Regions from separate parts of the Callithrix jacchus genome. Here region 2 is linked to region 1. The links are chromatin contacts, called in public Hi-C maps. All regions are on one chromosome and are shown on one strand. Each heading gives the region's core, a stretch centred on a gene start, on an enhancer-like site or on the middle of the called end of the contact. The rest is flanking DNA. Distances are from core to core; before and after follow the strand shown. Region 1 overlaps FANK1 (fibronectin type III and ankyrin repeat domains 1). Region 2 holds the start of ADAM12 (ADAM metallopeptidase domain 12).

Region 1 (2,588 bases), core at 58-2,557:
TTCCGCAGCCTTCCATGGTTGGCTTCAGGTGGCCTCTAGCATCCTCTTAATAGCACATCAAAGCCAGGGCACGGGCTTCTGGACCTCCTGGCCTGAGTTTACATGGGGTTGATGTACCATTTGGAGTTCTTTTAGGAAGGGCTATGTATTAGTGTGTTCTCATGCTGCTAATAAAGACATACCCAAGACTGGGTAATTTATAAAGGAAAGAAATTTAATGGACTCACAGTTCTACATGGCTGGGGAGGCCTCACAACTGTGGTGGAAGGCAAAGGAGGAGGAAAGGCAGGTCTTACATGGCGGCAGGCAAGAGAGAGCACGTGCAGTGGAAATTCCCTTCATAATACCATCAGATCTTATGAGACTTATTCACTATCAGGAGAACAGCATGGGAAAGACCCACCCCTATGATCCAATTACCTCCCACCAGGTCCCTTCCATGACATGACACATGGGAATGATGGGAGCTACAATTCAAGATGAGATTTGGGTGGGGACACAGCCAAACTAGATCAGGCTGTGCCTGTGGGCCGGGTGTGCCTTCTCCTCACTGAGCTGGCTCCAGAGGCAGCCATGGAGAGCTGGTGCAGGGTGTTTGTCTTTATGGCCCCATGGCTTCCATGAGTGATTAGATGAGACCTGCAGGGATGAGTGTGAGGTGGTGACCAGGGGTGTGTGTGTGGGGGAGGGGGGGGGAAGTGATCCTGGCCATTTCATTGCCAGATAATAGCATCACTGCCTGCAGCCAGGAAGCCTTCTCAGCCTCAAGGGGGCTGTACTAGGTGGTGAGGATCAGGTTTCCTCCTCCTCCTGGCTGGGGCAGGCTGCTGCCTCTGTGGGCTGGCTGCCGTTCCCTTAAGCTATTGTTATATATTTATAATATCCAAAGCAGATTCTCCTAAGGAGGCAGATCATACTAAACAAAGAATTAAAATTGTGCACATGATACAGAGCAAGAGCAAATGCTTCGTGTGGTGATAATTTGCATTCAGTTTCAGAGTGTTTTAATGAATCACAGAGGCATGCACTTTGTTTGAATAAAAAATGCACAGCCTTTTTTTTTTCCCCAGGTAAAGTACACGGGATTCTTGCTTAAATGAGGCATACAGTTTTAATCAGTTGGGCCCTTATAAAGAAAGAAAAACAGCTGCTACTTGTTAATTGGCAAATATCTTCTCCAATGAGCTCCTGATTTATTCACTGCTTTTAATAAAGACTTAAAATTCCACCAAGAAAGGGGTTATCACCACATTATACTATCTGCTGGTACATCTGCAGCTAAATGACCCTCTTAGAGAACATGAGTGACGGCTTCCTCAAGCCCACTCTGCCCTGCTCTGCCCTTCTCCTCACCGGTGTCCCTGTTCACCTGGCCCTGACTGGTGAGTTCTATCTGGCTTACATGGGCATGGGCTGACATCCTCACCATGGGCAGAATCAGTTTGATGTTTCTAATTGTGACACTCAGGGTAAACACTAGAAAAACAAACCCACAAAGCAACAGCCAGCCTTTTAAAAATATTCAATTACACTTACTGATAGCATTCCCTTGGGCCAGGCCCACAAAGTCGTGAAGGATTCAGGGGTGGGAGGAATGGAACATTCTGTTCACCCTGGAATTTCCTCTCTGTTCTGCAGGACTCCTGCTGATAGTGGGAGTAGAAGGAATTGCTGTGCACTGCAAACAAGGGTCTTTTCATTTCTTTTCTGTTTCTTTATCAAATTCATGTAAACGGAGATGTTTCAGTGTCTCTGTTGCTTCACACAGGTTCCAGTGTAATCCTCAGTCCCTCCTTTCCCTCCTGGTAGTAGCGGATGGTTAACTCTGAGAAAGAGCTCTCACACCCCAGAAATGAACCACGGTTACTGCTCAGCAAGCAAGGACTGATGAACAATTAAGTCATTCCCCTCTCTTCTGTGAGGTGTCCCTTTGTTCTTAAACTGTGAAGTGCTCATTACCTCTTGTGGAAGCTGGAATTGACATGACATTGATTATATCCCAATGCCAAAAGCCCTGGTCTTTGCTATAAATGGTCCTCAAGCTTATAAGCATGCAGTGAACTTGTTTCATTTTCCAACCATTGCATGCTGCAGATCTTCCTGGCTAGGATGCGCTAAATCTTCCAGAAAGTGCTAACTGCTTGAGATGTTGGGTTCTAAGTACACACCCCCAACCACCTCTCTACCCTGATCCCCCACCCGCACTGGGAGAGCCTGGCCGCTCAGGTAAGATTGAGGCTGTGGAGTAGAGGGGGTCAGGGAAGAGAGGTGGTTGGGGGTGTGTCCTTAGAACTAGCATCTCAAGCAGTTAGCACTTTCTGGAATATTTTTAGGTATCCCCTTTCTTTTAACACTTTGGGGGAGAGGATCACATTTACATGAGATATTCATCTGTATTCAAAATTTAATAAGCATGGAGACATACAGTGAATTGGTTGATACTGCAGCATTTACTAAATACTAAAGGGAAGGAGTGAGCCTCATGAAAGACTTGGCCTTGGCTCTAATCCTGCCCTCTCCTAACTGGGCAACCTTGGACAACTCAGCCCTTCTAACTCTTGGTTTTGTGGTTTGGAGGAGAATTTTAA
Region 2 (2,588 bases), core at 25-2,524, 400 kb after region 1:
AGAAGGCGGCGGCGGTGACGGGGGAAGCTCCCGGATATTTAAAAAGGCACCTGCTGGGTGAGTCCTCACTGTGCAAATGGGATCCACAGGTGCCCTGTTTTAAGAGGATACAACTCGGGAAAATCTAAGCCTGCAAAACAACCATAAGACCCTCATATTAAACTCCTAAATAAGTTCTCGCTTTACACCAAGTTGATGTGGGTGGTAATTTACGGCAGAGAAACTGAGTGGAGGGAGGAGGGAGAACTCGGCTAAAGTTTGCCCGCGACTGATAGGGAGTGACATGGAAATCAGGAATAGCGGAGTAGGGGTGGGTAGAAAACTAAAGAAGTAGCGAAGAGAGTCGGTTCATGAAAATTGAGCCCGCGGTGGAGCGCAGCAGGCACACCTGCGGAGGAGGAGGCTGCCTCACCTGCCGGGCCGCTGCGCGCCCACCCCAAGTGTGTAAGCGGGGAAGGCGGGGGCTGGCCCGGAGCCTGTGGTGGGGGTATCACTGTGGGACAGGGCCAGCAAGAGGACCCGACACGCATCGTCCCGAGAGACACGTGTAATTGTCAAGAAACAGAGACAACTGCAAATGTCACCCAGGAGGGTGTGGACGGGGGAGCGGTCCCGAGGCTGTGCCCGCCGAGGCAGGCACTGGTCCCTGTGGGGCTGCGGACCAAGTGTCCCCTTCCCCGGGGAACTGGTACCTGGGAGGGGGTCGGTCTCGCCGCGCTGGAAGCGCGAGCCCGGGGGACTCCGGAATTGCGCCCTGGCGCGCCGCCCCTCAGGGCAGCCCCGGACCTCGGCGTGCCGGGGCGCAGCGTGTGTGTCCCCGGCGGGGCGGGCAGAGCCAGCCGCCCGGGCTCCGTGACTTACCTCGGGCCTCGCGGGGAGCTAGCAGAGCCCCGGCCAGGGCGAGCAGGAGGGCGCGGGCGGGGGGCGCGGGCGGCGGGCGCGCTGCCATCGTCGCCGGCCTTCTGTGCAGCAGCTCTCGAGCCCGGCAGCGAGCGCTGCAGCATCCCACGCGGGCGCCGAGCCGGGGCCGGGCGTCGCGACCGGAGGGATTTCCTGCCGCGGCGAGTCAGCTCCGGAGCCCTCGCACAGCGCCCGCGCCGCCGTTGAGCTCGTCTAGCCTTTCATTTTTAAAAAAGTTTGCCCCCGTGTGTGCGTGCGCGCGCGCGCGCCGTTCTGGCACAAGCCAGCCTTGACCGTTGCAATAAATGAGCAAACTGTCCGAGTTGGCCCGGGGACGAGGAGGAGCGTTAGTGAGAGGAGGCCGGACTGTGGAATGGATCTGCGGCCAGCAGTCACCGTTCTCATTACCACGGAACAAATTATGTCTCCCCCGCACCCCCGCCCGTCGGCGGCGTCCCGCGGGTCCTAGAGACCGCTCGGGTCCCCCCGCCAGGGTCCCGCCCCGAGCCGCGGCTCGCTCAGCCCCGGGGGTGGGCGGCTTGGGTCAGGGCGCCTCCCTGGCCGCGCGCGCCGGCGGCATAGACGTGGCTCGGTGGCAGCCGGGCGCCCGGAGCGCACACGTCCCCGCCCCAGGATGATGTGGCCGCGGGGCCCGGGGCGCCCGGCTGCCAAGAGCACACGCGGCGGCACCGTCCAGCTTTCCAGTCTGAAGCTGGAAACGATGACTCGGCTGCTCGCTCCCTGGCTAGCCGGGAACCCTCGAGTCGGGTCTCCACAGCGGCCCACAGCCCGGCGCGCGCCCCTCGTCCGGCCCTAGGCGCCCAACGGGGCATCTCGCGCCCCGGAAACAAGCCTGGACTCAGGCACAAAGCACCTGGGCATTCCTTTTAATCTACAGTGTCAGGCTTCACGTTGATAGATGGGCTCATGTTTCCTTTCCAGGACCTGGACCCAGAAAAGGGAGTACAGTGTCGTTTCCCGAACTTTCCTGATTGTAAGAAGCACCTGGGTTGGCTTGCTAAAAACATCCCGGGCGCCCTCCTACGCTTTCGGAATGAGACTCTCCAGGCTCTGGGGCCAGGGGAGCCAGGGTGTTTGGAGAAACACAAAGCAAAGAATGGTGGGCCTTGCCTTCTCATCCAGTTCCAGGCTGACCTCACCTCTTCAGCCTGGCTCGGCCACCAAAAGCAACAACCAGGGGGTCGCACAGACAAAAATGGCTGCAGCTATGGAGGATGGCTGATGCCCACCTTCCGGGCGACCATGATTCCCAACCTTGGGGACTTATTAGAATAAAGACAGTGCCACCCCCAGTAACCAGTTAACACAATTTCCTACAATGCGTGGAGCTCAATAGTTTCCAAAGCCTCAGGTGATTCTACTGTCCTGCTCAGACCTAGAACCGCCTGCAGAAATTCCGTCCTAGTCCTGCGAGCTCTCACCGGTTCCCAACTGAGCACTCACTCCTACGAGGCCGTTACCCAGGCTTTGAGGAAGCTGCCTTCCATACCACGTCTTCCTACTGCAGAGGAGCTTTTCTCAGGATTTCTCTCCCACCACCAGTTTCGCAGTGTTCCCAAAGACCGGGTGGAACCTCCTAACACGGTGCAGGACTTTTTAAAAATTTTAGGTTTTAAACCTTAGTGGGAAGCACAGGCTCCCCCGCCCTTCCCAGTGCTGCTGTATCT

Evidence for each region. A called contact is a pair of places that touch in the nucleus more often than the background predicts.
Region 2: a Hi-C map of induced pluripotent stem cells shows a contact between it and region 1, with 2.3 times the contacts expected there. The contact joins the promoter of ADAM12 here to the enhancer-like site in region 1. A contact is called at or near these places in 3 of 3 Hi-C or Micro-C datasets (induced pluripotent stem cells and skeletal muscle).

The regions. Positions count from the first base shown.
Region 1 is chr12:119,311,209-119,313,796 of calJac240_pri, forward strand. All of the region lies in intron 3 of FANK1 (fibronectin type III and ankyrin repeat domains 1), which reads left to right. Among named protein-coding and RNA genes, the nearest start is that of DHX32, 110 kb to the left of the region's middle. Within about 2 kb of position 1,308, at least 2 of the 16 cell types and tissues checked have an H3K27ac peak or open chromatin away from gene starts, as enhancers often do.
Region 2 is chr12:119,710,471-119,713,058 of calJac240_pri, forward strand. ADAM12 (ADAM metallopeptidase domain 12) reads right to left here and starts at 1,275. Exons shown (of 24, transcript XM_054243454.2): 1 at 862-1,275. The coding sequence starts at 949.